Linked DNA regions of Arachis hypogaea: region 2 is linked to region 1. The links are chromatin contacts, called in public Hi-C maps. All regions are on one chromosome and are shown on one strand. The core of a region is the stretch at or near the end of the contact, and the rest is flanking DNA. Distances in the headings are between cores, read along the strand shown.

Evidence for each region. Hi-C and Micro-C count contacts between places; a contact is called where the count stands out from the background.
Region 2: a contact with region 1 is called in a Hi-C map of leaf, with 4 times the contacts expected there. The contact joins the enhancer-like site here to the promoter of LOC112754955 in region 1. A contact is called at or near these places in 3 of 8 Hi-C or Micro-C datasets (leaf and an unstated tissue).

The regions. Positions count from the first base shown.
Region 1 is chr16:128,493,979-128,501,294 of arahy.Tifrunner.gnm2.J5K5, forward strand. It overlaps LOC112754955 (ATP-dependent DNA helicase At3g02060, chloroplastic), which reads right to left and starts at 4,240. Exons shown (of 14, transcript XM_025802793.3): 1 at 3,680-4,240; 2 at 3,264-3,551; 3 at 2,716-2,941; 4 at 2,229-2,474; 5 at 1,307-1,441; 6 at 1,096-1,220; 7 at 769-908; 8 at 427-497. The coding sequence starts at 4,014. It overlaps LOC112754956 (potassium transporter 4), which reads right to left. Exons shown (of 8, transcript XM_025802795.3): 8 at 6,341-7,316. The coding sequence ends at 6,649.
Region 2 is chr16:128,821,018-128,828,333 of arahy.Tifrunner.gnm2.J5K5, forward strand. LOC112754961 (nudix hydrolase 13, mitochondrial) reads right to left here. Exons shown (of 6, transcript XM_025802800.3): 3 at 6,199-6,313; 4 at 6,043-6,126; 5 at 5,715-5,864; 6 at 5,057-5,517. The coding sequence ends at 5,263. Among protein-coding and RNA genes, the nearest start is that of LOC112754961, 6.3 kb to the right of the region's middle. Within about 2 kb of position 4,739, at least 3 of the 3 cell types and tissues checked have open chromatin away from gene starts, as enhancers often do.

The DNA of each region.
Region 1 (7,316 bases), core at 2,990-5,489:
TAAAATTTTGACTTCATTATTCTGTTAGTTCTTATAGTTTAACCAAATTTTTAATTAGATCCTTATAATTTAGAAGTTTGTAATTGAGCCTTTATGTTAGATAAAAATTCGCAATAAGCTTTTTGCAAAAAAATATGAAATATTCTTTGGAATAGTCATATTTGTGTTTGATGTAAGATGAACGGTGGAATATTCTAAAAGAGAATATTCTAGGATTATTGCATTTTTCTATGAAAGATAAATACTATTAAGAACCTAATTAGAAATGTTTAGCTAGTATAGAGACTCAATTACAAAGTTTTAAACTATAAGGACGTAACTAAAAATTTAGTAAAACTATAAGACCGATAGAATAATTAAACTCAAGTACTCAACATTTCTCTTTCATGTGATATGCGACAGTAGACCCAAAAAAGAAGCAACTACCTTCCCATGGGCAATGGCTATTTCAACATCTGGGAATGACTCTTCAAGAAAATACATTACTTCTTCAAGTCCTATAAGGCAAATAGTTGAGAAGAAAACAGTCAACATGGAAATAAATGTAAATTAGCAAATATATGTCAACAGCACCACCATGCACCTTGATGCATAATTTCCCTTTTATGTCCATGATTGTCGTCTCAAATTAAAATTCATAAGCTTATCTTTCTTTAATATATTCAAAGTAAATTTACTGTTATGGTAACTACTCTTCAACTTAAGTCAAAGAAATGAAAAAAACTTGACATTATGTAAATAAATGAAAAATTATTACATGAGAATCACCTTTAATACGTGGCAGAACATAAAAAACTTGACCGCCACGGTCGAGCTCATACTTGATGGCCGATATTACTCTATCCTTACTGAATGCAGAAAGGTGAGTCTTGATGGGAACTCTTTCTGGAGGTGGGGTTGTAATTAAACTGAAATGGAAATTAACAAACGAAATTACCATAGTATACTTTATGCTTGGATTAGTTGGCCTTAACTGATCTTCTTTTGATTAGTGCAAGTTTAATGAAAAATGCTAATCTTGCAAGAGATGAAGTGCTAAGTAATATAGAAGCAGAAGATAAAGAAGGTGAAAATAAAATTGTTAAAGCTAGTTACCTAGCATCACGAAACCCTGTCAAGGCTAAATAGAGAGTTCTCGGGATAGGGGTTGCCGATAGAGTAAGTACGTCCACCGAAGTTTTAAAAGAAGCAATCCTCTCCTTCTGTTTGACACCAAACCTCTGCAATGCATAACTCATTACTTAGTAGAGAAAAGCAATAGGACTGTAATTGCAAGTGAAACAACTATTGCCAAGAATTGGCAAACCTGTTCCTCATCAATCACGAGCAGGCCAAGTTTGTTATATACAACACGATCTCCAAGAAGCGAGTGAGTTCCAACAACAATGTCCAGGTCACCATTCTTAATCTTGTCCAATTGTGCTTCTTTCTCTGCTCTGGTCTGCAAGTAGTGATAAATCACATAGTCTAAAATTGATTGACATGTTCCTAATTATTCATAAATATCCACCAAGATGATAACATTTTCCCTTGATGCAGCTCATATTTCTTGAACTTAATAATTGGCTAAATATCAATTCCTACAATGTACTTATGCCATCAATTTTAAAGAAAAGCTAGATTAATATATATAAAAAATGAGGAAGCAAGACAATGCACCACTCGATTACGTATATATGTAGCAGAAGTACATCATGTATTGTCATATAATAGCCATGAAAATGGAAATGAAAGAAAATTTTAATATAATTGAACACCAAGCATAAAATAACACCCTTTATAAATGGAGATGCCAAACCAGAAGAAGGAATCGTTTCCATAAAAAAGTGAGTAGGCAATGAAATATATATCCAGCGAGCAAAATAAAGAATATATCATTTAAAGTCAGAAACTTCCAATTTGATGCACTGATAGGGTTCTTCACAAAAAAAGAGCTACTGAAAAGACATCACGTTTATCCAATAAGTGGAAACTGTTTTGTTAGTGCAGGGAAGTGTTACTTCAACCAAAAACTGACATGTATTCAGTTTAGCTCATGATTATAGTTTATGGATATTTTGACTTAGCATTAGAGAGAGTTCTTAACAAACTCAACTGGATGAAAGCATATTGTTGTTCTTATTTGACTACGAAATAAGTTAAACTATAATCCCCATACTTCATAAAATTAGATATATTTGAGTATTTAACTATAATAAAAATGGGAAAAAGAGAAAACTCGGCCATACCTGAAACCTGCTTAGTAGTCCAACTTTGAGATCAGGATATACAGAAAAGCGTTCAGATATAACATCAAAATGTTGTTTTGCTAGAACTCTAGTTGGTGCTAGAATCATTGCTTGCTTTTTCGCTGACACAACACAGTGGATAGCACGTAGTGCAACCTCAGTTTTGCCAAAACCAACATCTCCACAAATTAATCTGTCCATTGGAGTTTCTCGCTCTGTCAAATCCCTCTCAACATCAATAAAAGCCTGGACAGATAGAAAGGTACGTATTTGGAAGAGATGGAAATAACTCATAAGCATCAAATAAACATGTCATATTGAAACAAATGTGAATATGTATATGTATAAATTCTGATTTATCGTGAATGCCTTAGAACATAACATGTAATTATTTAAAAATTTTAAATTACAAATTAAAATTAGAATATACAATCATAATTAACAATTCCCCTTCCATCTAAACACATAGCATTTACTAAGATGTCACCTGTTGTTGATCAGGTGTAGGCTTATAAGGAAATTGAGCAGCAAATTCAGTCATGGCAAGACTTTTCGAGTACGGCGGTCTTCTCTGTTTGAGCCTATGTAGATAGAGCTCCATCAAGTCAACGACCATTTTCTGTATCGCAACCTTCCCCTTAATCTTTCTTTTCTCCCAACTACTAATATCATTTAACTTGCTCAATGTCCGAGGTCTTTTGTTCTCGTTTGGACTGCCAAGGCACAACCAAAATTTGACACGATCATGACCAAATCAAAACAATTCTCCAAACACAATTGACTACTAGCTAAACAAAATACTAGCTTCTCTAAAGTGCCTTAACAGGGTAAAGTGTTTGCATCAAAAGAAATTATGTCACACTTATGGTTCTTGTATCATGCAAAATTCTCAATCGCAACCATCAATTTTTTCATCGACGACCATGATTGTGCACTATCTCTCTATTGAAATGTCTAGCTAACTGACTTGTTCTATATATATGAATTACATTACAATAACAAAAAGGTAAGAGTAAGAGGGCAAGGAAAACTCACAGACTATATCTATAGAGCATTTTCGATGCCTGCTTAAGAGGAAGCTTCGCCATCCCATCAGCATACTCAATGAAAACATATTCAGTAGGTTCTGTAGAATTCTTTGGAACATCCAACCTGATCCCAACAAACCTCCCAATACCAACCTTCTTGTGAACAACATAGTCACCGGATTGAAGCGTATAAGGGTCAACCTTGTAGCTGAAGGTACCATCTTTCCCTTCCTTCCTCTCACCCTTCAGCTTCTGCAACCCCTTCTGCTGCTGCTCCTTCACCATCTGTATGTACCTATATTACACAAATACCTAACCGTATTCATATACGTATGATTTATCAAATACTGTAATCTTAAACTCCTTAAATTCATGGCTAATTCATATTGTACTCAATACTTATTTGTGAAACATAGTATGTACCTATCAGCCTCCTCTGAGTCCATAACAGTTCTTGAGACCTCCCTGCTGCCATAGTCGCGACGAATTCTCTCGTTGAGCAAGGCAATTGAGTCATTCTCAAGCTCATTCTTTTTCTCTGTTCTGTTCCCCAATTTGGAAGGGGAAGAAGAAGGGGCATAGACCCCTTGCGTATAGAATGCATTGGTGGGAAAAAGAAGTACGTTTTTCTTCTTGATGTGAAGGGCTATAGGGTATAAAGGGTGGGGGAGGATGAAGAGTTTCCAAGTTTTGGGGGAAGAAGTGAGCTTGGAGATAAGGGGTGTGGAAAAGTGTGGAGTTGGAAGGAGTGAAGCCATGGAAAGAGGAGAGTGGTGTGTGGTTTTCAGAGGGAAGAATGGAAATGGGTCATTGGAAAAGTAAAAAGTTTGAATCTTTGTGAAGAATGCGTATTTTGAGAAGATAGAATCAAATTCAGAGATGAATGTTGGAGGTTTTGGAGGGGTTTTGCGCAAACAGGGAACAAATATCTTATATCATCATAACTCAACTTCCTGTTTAATATCAAAAATATTTTGTCAAATTATTTTTTCTGGGGTTGAGATAAGACATAAGAGGCTGTGCAGGATATTTTTTTTTCTTTTCTTTTATTTATTTACTTATTTTATATATTTTAATGGGCCTGCGGTTTGGGTTCCTCTTCCAGCAAGTTGAAACAAAAAAGAAACGAATTACTAGTTTCAAGACCAAAAAATAAAAAGAAAAGGGAAATAAGAGGGATATCTTCGAATTCCAATCCTAAAAGTCAAATTCTACTTAAAAATGTTTACACAAATCAAATTTTATTGTAAATGTGGGTAGGACTCGCAATTCATATCCTACTCGCGGGTACCTAACTCGATCCAACCCGTTCGAATAGGGTAGGCTACCTGACCCGCTGCGGGTAGGGTAGGGTACGGTCTGGGTATGCTTGCGGGTAGGGTAGGGTACGGATTTAGGGTGTATCCTATCCTATCCTACCCGCACCTCATATATAACATATTTTATTAAAAAATAAGTATATAGTGAAGGAAGTGAGAGTTAAACTCACAACTTGAACAACCACTAAATTAGTTAGTTAATTTAGTAATTTAGAACATTAATTTTTTATTTTTTATGTTATTAATATGTATAAAATTTGAAATGATTGAATTTTATATTTACTTTGAAAAAATTTGATATTTTTGCGGGTAGGGTAGGGTTTAGAACTTTAGGGTGCGTGTAGGGTTAGGGTTGAGAGATTCTCAACTCGCGAGTAGGATATGGTAGAGTTTTAATAAAATTTTCAATCCACGAGTAGAGTTATGGTAAAGGTCAAACCCTACCATACCCTACCCATTGCCAGCCCTAATTGTGGGTAAAGGACCTTTCTAGCACATCCTACCCATTGCCAGCCCTAATTGTGGGTAAAGGACCTTTCTAGCACGGGAGAATCTCATTACAAAATTAAAGAAAAAATGTAAAAATTTAATTGAAAGTTTTAAAATTATAGTGACGGGTAGAAGAAGTTAACCAATCAATTTGACTCAACCGGGATATGCACTGGTGGTTCCTATTGTGTGAATAAATGACATTCCTCCTTTGTGCTCATCAACAATCGAAGCATATAACTAAGAGGAAATATGGCTGATCCTTTGGAGCGGAGGCCGGAGGAACTATCACTTTGTATCGGGCATGCAATAAATTAACATTTTTTTAGTAATAGTGCAGAGCTCTTAGGCATTTAACATGGTCTTGGATTAGCCAACCATCAATGCTTTCACAGGGCACGGGCTATCCTTGCGCACTCTCTAAATGTACCATCGCCCTTTTTTATGCTGGCTTTAGAGGAATAACTTATTTTCAGGCCGTTCTTTCGTAAAAGAGAATAACTATCAATAAGCATAAGCATGTTGGCTGAAGCCATTCAACGTAGGTTCTTTCCATCAGAACCTTCCTAGATTTGCTTGTCTGTTTTAGATATCTTTTATATTTGCTCCACTCTACTGTGTTGAGCTTTTGTTTTCAAAAAAAAAAAAACCTTCCTAACCACGATATCCACTGGTTCGTTCACAGAGCAAGACACCAAAGTAAAGCAAAACTGCCAGTCCAGTCTCAGAGCGATCTTGAGAAGAAAGCCCCTCTATGTGGTGTTGTGGAACAATTTTGCTAGATCAAAGATTGCGAGCTTCTGCGCAATAAACACCCCGAAAACCACACTCCCAAGCTAGTTGCAAACTGCAATAAATAGTCAGCAGCTCTGCATGAAGAGGCCGATGATGCAGACAAGTTCCGGAGCAGCTCTTCACCCAGCTGCCGTCTGCATTGCGAATGACGGTGCCAAAGGCAGACTGTTGAGGCTCCATGAAAACAGTTCCATCAGAGTTAACTTTCACAAACACCAAAGGAGATGGAGACCAGCGAAAAGAGATTGAGTGATGGCTCATAAGCTGGCCATGCTGCAGTAGAGCCTGGAATTCCAAGGCTGAGAAGCGATCATAATGGGGTAGAGTTAGTATTACCAGAATCTCTTTTGATCCAGGACCCTCAGCATTATCACAACCATTGGGGTAAACGCCAGAAGCACTAAGATTGTGGATTTGTGGAAGAAATGGAAGAGGGCAGTTGGAGGAAAAGTGCCCTTTGGTATGTGCTAATTGGACATAATTTAGGTGCGCAAATAACACTTTTACTAAATAAATAATCGGAAGGAAAGGAGAAAGATCATTTCTAGGTTGAGTCTTCTAATACTCACCCAAAAAAAAAAAAAAACTTCTAATACAAAATTATTGCAACTATATAATATAATTACACATTAGGAGAGCAGCATAAACCTTACAAGCGTTTTTCTCAGAGAGACCCTCCTCTGCCATACTCATTTTTCCATGAGCGAGGCAATAAAAATAACACCTATAGCCTGGAGCATAGATTCTATACAGCCAGGAAGAAGTTGTAAATCAAATTTTACCAAGAAACTAAACATAATATATCATTCCAACTTCAATGAGACTGATGTGAGGAATGTTAAGAGCCACAGCAGGACCCCTGCAATTCTTGCGTAGAAATGAGTAACCGATATCAATCACAAGCTTCTTCAAGAATGAGGATGATTTCCTAGCCTTAACATATGAGTGCCCCAATACATAAGCAACCCCAGCTTCCTTAGCTTGAATCAAATCCACAAGTTCTTCCCTAACTGCAGGATCCATACCAGGATTGTTTGGTAGCTGAAATCTTACTCGACGCCTTCTAACTTGTGGACTTTCATCATCATAAACCGATTGCAAGCTGCGCAGGGTTACAGATTTACTGCTGGGGATGGAGCTGTCCACGCCAATTTCCTCAATCTCGGAAACTATTAAGCTTGCAGTGGATTCTAAGGTTCTGGTACTTATAACAGCCATCCTCCCATCGAGCGAAGAGCTTTCAGAACTTGAGTACTGTGGTTCTTCTGCTTCCCTCTGTATAAACTCTGCTATACTCTGTATTAGATGGTTCTCGAAGTCTCCATCGTCCCTTTGAATGTCCTTGTACCCATATCTGACAATGCACCTGTACATTCGATAAGGTCTCGGACAAACTCGACCAATAAGGAATCTTTCTTCTGGGGAGACATATGGAACAGGGACTGATTTCACACAGA
Region 2 (7,316 bases), core at 3,489-5,988, 330 kb after region 1:
TAACTTTTACTAATTTTTTTTATCTAAGAAGTTAATTTCAGTAAACAAAAAAATGAGGGTCATCTTAGTTTTTTGAAAATGTAATTTTTTTTCTTTTTGATAAACAGAAAAAAGCAATTGCACATTAGAATAGATTCTTTTAAAAAAAAATTAAATATTAAAAAAGTTTTTGTTTTTACCTTTTTTTAAAAAAAAAAGTATTATTGTTCATGCCTGACTCAAAGTATAGAGTGCGGCCTAAAAATAGAAAGACCCCAAAAAACACCCACCTATAACCGACCTCCTAACAGGTCGGACTGAGGCGCCGCGTCATCCAATTCACATTTTCAAGGAAGTTGTAATTACCTTCTAATATTTCTCGCCCATTTCTAAAAAAGAGATCTCGACAACCTTAAGATAAAAGGGCGATTATTTCTACCAGAAGTGAAACTACTCCAACGGTGATTATTGGTTCATCACTTATAAATACACTGACCTCTCAGATATCTTGAAATTTCAATACACTTAAACCTACTAAGACCCTTGCTTACTTAGGTAATGTCTATAGGACATTTTTAGATATTTTCTAACAATAATTGATAAATTAGTATTTAATCTTTTAAAATATGATATTAATTCTTGATAAATTAAATGTTATTTTTTTTTAAAAAGTGATAATTGAATTTTTAATCTATTATATTATATAAAAATTATATTTCTGTATTTAATGATAGTATTGATGTTTTGGACAGTATTTTTTAATTTATTTATTTTAACTCATTAAATATAATTTATTACGATAACTTAATTATTTCAATTAATTGATTTGATTAGATATTTAAATGTCAATGTAATTTATTATAATTTATATCAATCAATTAAATATACTGCATTAATTGTAATTTATTATATTGGTTAATTGGTTTATTAATTTATAAAGTATATAATAAAATAAATAATTTGTTATTTATCTAATTGAATTCAATAAATTTAAATTAATTTGGTTAATTTTTTTTGTAACCTTATTTATTCAAATTTAAATGCACATGTGCATTGCTTATATTAAGATTTTTTTATAAAGACTTACTTATTCAAATTTAAAGAAAAAATATTTATTATAAAAAAATTATAAATATTTATACGAACACCTAAAAAAATTTTTTTATTTCTACAAAGAAAACTTTTAATTTGGAATAAAATTATCTTTTTAATAAATTATAACTTCTGCAAATTAAAATTTTAGTTTGTCCAAAATATGATAGTCTTATATAAATTTTACAATGACATATAATTATTATGTTTAATATTTGATGAGTGTATGTATTTTCTGTCATTATTGGTCCTATATTAGGACTAGTAATGGGCAGGGTAGGATAGAATTTGGATCTTATCCTAACCCTACCCGCGAGTTGAAAATTTTATTAAAACTCTATCATATTCTACTCGCGAGTTGAAATCTCTCAATCCTAATCCTATCCGTATTCTAAAGTTCTAAACCCTACCCTATCATGCCTGCATAAATATTAAATTTTTTTAAAGAAAATATAAAATTCAATCATTCCAAATTTTATACATATTAATAAAATAAAAAATAAAAAATTATTACTTTAAATTAGATCTCTACGGCTCTACCTTCTACCATACCCGCAATGAGTCGAGTAGTCTATCCTACCCGACCGGATTGGGCGGGGTTGGGTAGCCACGGATAAAGTATGTATTGTTAGCCCTATGCTACATTGTAGAGTTAGTTTCATCAACTATTTATGTGTCACTTTTTGTTTAATTATTTTTTTTTTTTACTAAAAATAAGGAGACTCGAACTTGCAATCTCTAAGTGAGCATGAAAAAACTATGTCATTTAAGGTATAGCTCGTTTGTCACTTTTTATTTAATTGTTGAATATTTAAAAATAAATAAAATTATTAGACACTTTCTAAAGATGTTATTATTTCATATTTCACCACATCTTTATGTAAGTTTAATTTTTTATTTTAAATAAATTTTTTAAGTGTTGGTTGAATCTTCTATTTATTAGTATTTCATTTTAATTTGTTCAAAATTTCTACAGTTGATATTTTCTTTTGGTTTATGTATTTGATATTGTTTTAAAATTCGTTACTTTGGAAAGTTAATTTTTTTTTTCTTAAAATTTTCATTATATGCGTCTTTTTCTTTAGATGTTTCTTTATTATTTTTTTCTCAATTTGTACTTCTTCTCAAATTAAAAATTCTAACATGTCTAAATGCAGAGATATTGTGAAAATTATTATATTTGAAAATTATAGTGTCCTTAATGTTAGTAAAGTATAATAAGTTATTGTGAAAATTATTATATTTGAAAAAATGCTATAGTAGTAGTTAAAATTTGCAACCAAACAATTCTTTTTAAAATTAGAGTACAACAAACATTTTATGAACCTTTTATATTTAAATTTTATTTCTTTGAACTAATCCTAAAAAAGCTACTAAGCTAATATAAATAATAAATAAAATCTAATAATATTTAGCTTGCAAATGAAACAACTTTTTTTATTTTTTTGGCTAAAGCCTATAAATAATTAAATATAGCTATTAAATAGTTCTCATGTTTATTATTATTATTTTTTGTTAGTATTGTTCTCGTATTTATTTATTTGACCTAATTTCATTTATTTTTCTAGTAGACCCAAAAACATCTTATTTCCATTAATTTTTGAAATTATCAATCCAGACTAGCCATTTAAACAAAAAGACCTGTTATTGCTCAGAAACCCCTACGACAACCACTACTGTTGCGTGGGAGAGGCTTGACTTAGCCACAACCAAATGATCCCGCCATTTAAAAATTTGAGACAAAACTTTTAAGGGAACAGTAAATCCACGTGTCAATACAACAATAAAAGTGAGAAAATATCTGTAAATCTGTACCAATTTGCATCTTTACCATAGTGCTCCCCTACTTATATATTAGTTAGGTACTAATATTCAAATTGGGCCTGTTTTGATTTATCCTCCTTTACATGGCCCCTCACACCAACAATAACCGAAAAAGGAATATTTTATTAACAAAAACTCATAAAAGCTAGTAAAATTCACAAACAAACAACTCCTGTACTTTTTTCTTTAAGGAAAATATCATACTAGCAAACTTTCTCCATCTATTACATTTACCTGGTTGGGCGACCCAGTAATCCTTCTTTTGGCCACTAGAAACGCTACAGTGGTTTCAATAATTATTAATCTTTTTTATTTTTTTATTAATGTTCAATTTTTTAAAGATGCTTGTTATGGTATTTATATGTAGTGCTTGTTTGAGTGTTATTAAATATGTAAAAAAATATTTTTTTAATAAAAATATTTTTTTGTAGTATGTTTAGCAAATTTTTAATAATAAAAATAAAAGTACTAAAAAAATAAAAAATATTTTTTTTGAAAAATTATAATTTATATCTTTTTTTAAATATATTTTTAAAAAAAAGATATTTTTCACATAATAAATAAATAAATAAGTATTTTTATCTTGTTATAACACAAATATAATTGATAGATAAAAAAATCTTTTTACATAAAATATCCAAACATAAAATTACTTTTACTTAAAAGATCTTTTAAAAAAAGATTTTTCTATCGTATGCTGTAAGGGCATAGATTAAGCATACCATAAAATATATGTTTTAATGTTATTTATTGCAAAAATAATTTTTTTTTTTTACATTTTCAATGCATAGAAATAATAAATAATATTAAACTTTTTTTTTATGGTATGCTTAGCCTATGTTGGGTGACAGCATGCACTCTACTTTTCGAGTATTCAAACCGGTTGGATAGGGTTGCCAACCAGATCCACTGTGGGTAGAGTTGAGTGCAGAGCGAGTTTGAGTGCGAGTCAGATAGGATGCGGGTTGAGTCTCAAACCTACCCAACCAACCCACACCCTATATATGTATATGTTATAAAAATATGTTATAGGTACATATTGAATTAAAGACAAAAGACCTCTCACTTAGTGTAAAAGATTTTTATCATTGAATTAAGATTCTCAATTGATAGTTTAACACTTTTGTTTATATAAAAATCAATTCTGTTTTACTGATACAACATTATATCACAATATTTTTTTGTGTTTGTGTTATAAATTTAAACAAAGACTTTTATTATAATTGAACATTTGATGATTATGTTGTTTATGGGACGATTGTATTATTTGTGGAATAATTGTATTGTTTGTATTAAATTTTTAATTTGCATGCTCATTAGGTTATATAATAATATTGCATATTTATGAAAATTTACGGATAGAATTAGATACCTATAGTAGAATTAGGGTTGGATCTAAACCCTATTTTATCCATTGTCACCCCTATCTATGCCATTAGAATATACGATACAAAATTCTTTTAAAAAATAATTTAAAAATTTTTTTTTATTAAAAATTCACCCAAACAAATTCATAATTTTTTAATTTACTAAACAAAAGATAAAAAAATAATATCTAATATTTACCATAAAAGGCACATCGGCAAATTCGGCACCAGAAGCCACCAAAGAATTTGCCTTTTTTTAAATGCAGCACAACGCTACTGCTTTTTAATATTTTTGTTCTTCACGCCACTGTATTTGTTCTTTTTTTTTTGGAGATATTTTTCTTTTTTTAGTTATGGGTTCTTTTTTTTTTTTGGTAAGTTTTAGTTATGGGTTCTAAAATATATAAACAGTCCTTCCATATTCTTTCCGCCGCCTCTTTAGGCAGCGCCCAACAAGCCCAGCCAAAATAACATTAGGCCCATAAAATCCATTGTCCAACAAATTTTATTCTCAACATACCATTAACTACTTCAGATTAACAAATAATCCTCCTATCTTGACAAGACCGCTTCTGAACATAACTTCTGACCACTGCTCTTGCAATCATACTTTTTTTTGTTAAGAGGTTAGAGGTCATCGCAAACTGATTCAATTTTAATTAGTTAGGAAAGCATGTTTTCCATTCAAAGTAAAGAGACGCAGAAACGAGTAGCAAAAGAGAGTAACACCAATACTAATCATTATTGTTGAGAATGAAATCAATTGTTCTAAATAAAAAAGTGAAAGGTTAAAATATCATGAATCTTTTCTTTTCTTTTTTTTTTTTCACATTTGATGACATTTTTTACAAGGTTCTCTTAGGAACAAAGTGTGTTGAAGAAAATAAACATCAGTTGAAGATGTTGCTTACTTCCTTTCAACATTGATTCATTACATAAAAAAAAAAAAAGAAAAAAAAAAACCAGAAAACATGTCAAAAGCTAAAGTTGATGGCTATTCTTAAGAAGCACATGATAAGATGTTTTTCTTAGAATTCATACTATGGTGTGGCATAGTAGAGGATCTTTTATAGCACTTAGGTGGTGCCATACTTTGAGATTCTGAAACATCTGCTACTAGACTTGAAGGGCAACCAATGCTATCATCATCTTGCTTCTCAAGCTTTCTTTCTTCTTCCATGACTTTAAGAAACTCCTCGAGCGCGCTACACATCCACTCGTACCGGCTCAGACTAAATGCCTGCTTTATGTTTAACTGAGAAGACAAAATATTAGACTTAGACTCAGATATAGCTGCTCTCTAATGTAGAAATACATTCTATTATGTAAACAATACAGAGAAATAGAAAGATGAAAACTTGTTATGAATTTTGTTCATAACATTGACCAATTAACAACATGGTAATCGGGTTGATGTAATTCTTCTCCTAAGTATTCCTTCAGAACACTTACCCATTGGCGACTGCGGTTATTTTGCTCCGGCCAAGTGTGAAGTTCTTCGGTAACCTCCATGGCAAACATGTATCCTTTACAACCACCTTCCGTACAACATAAGTCAAGGTTGCTTTTGCTTCTGAATTCCCATATTCCCAGTGGAACTTCCTAAACATGAAAGTCAGCTAATTAGTCAAAGGAAATCAAAATCAATAGTAGACATCATCAGTTAATGCGATTAAATGTTTAATTGTGTTAGTTAACTTAGTTTAATAGGTGTGCATAAACATACCATGAAGAACTATAAGTGAACAAGTTGAATGAGCAAGAAGGATATTGAACCTACTCTTAGAATTCCTTTAACTCCTGCTTCCTCTAATGCTTCGCGGCATGCGGCTTCCGTAACAGTTTCATCATCCTCCCATCCACCCTGGAAAGTGATCAATATGGAAGAGTTTGAATTGTTGCAGACATAGACAATATCTAATTCATTATCAAGTACCTTTGGAAATACAAGATCATCGCGTTTCGGCGAAGAAACCATCAGTACTTCTATCATTTCCTCTGTTTCGCCCGTTTGATCTGTGCTGTCCTTTATCCACCTATAGGGAATACACCTGTTGCAATGCAAAGGAAAGCTTAACCATAAGAATCTCTTGCAAATCTCACAAAATTTCTTCTTCTCACAATATATTGAAACTCTATAGAAAAGATACTAAAACTGCTCAATATTTGTTTATTGCTTGTGAAACAGCAATGTTAGAGAGATAAAATAAGGTAAGTTATGGTTAATTTGTAAAGTAGTTTACGTAACGCTACAATAGTAAAAATAATTATTTTTTATATTAATTACGTGAATAGTCATTTAAAAGAACGAATGTGCACAATTTTATAAAATACTTATTTTACAACGGCAGTGTATCAAAAATTAAACCATTTTTTATTACTAAATATTTTCGCAGGTGAAATTACTTGACAAGCAAGGTGCACTTGTTTTTGAGAATTTTGCCATCTGGACCTGTTATTATTATTGTGTAATATAATTGATTATTGATACATCAAACACATTCTTTCATTACATGATTTCATAATAATGGTTACTACCCTAGTTAAACCCTGCATATGCATGCCACGGTGGTGTTGTTACCGATAACTATGGAGAAAATTTCCTGGTTGATTTATAAAATGATATTGATATGGTGATATGATTATGGCCCACAAATTTGGAGTGTTATAATATTTTTTATTACACGTTTAAGTCAATGACATGGCCCACTGTTCTGATGCATGATTGTCTTGGAAACATCCGCATGAAATATTGAAATGTTTAATTAATTATCAAACGCACAAGGCATAATCATGCAGAAACAGTTCTAAGATGTCCTCTTCCACACATACACCATAAAAAAAAAAAGGGTTAACGGAGAAAAGTGTTTAGTAAGTGTTACTAAAATAAAAATTTGGAATCTTCGAAAATAGAAAATTTCTATCACAAATGTAATTTTTACCATCAACAATATTATTTGTATATTAAAATTAACTATTAAAATTAATTACTAATACATTTATGTATATATACGTTATTTAATTTATTTTTAATATATATTTTATATTAATAGC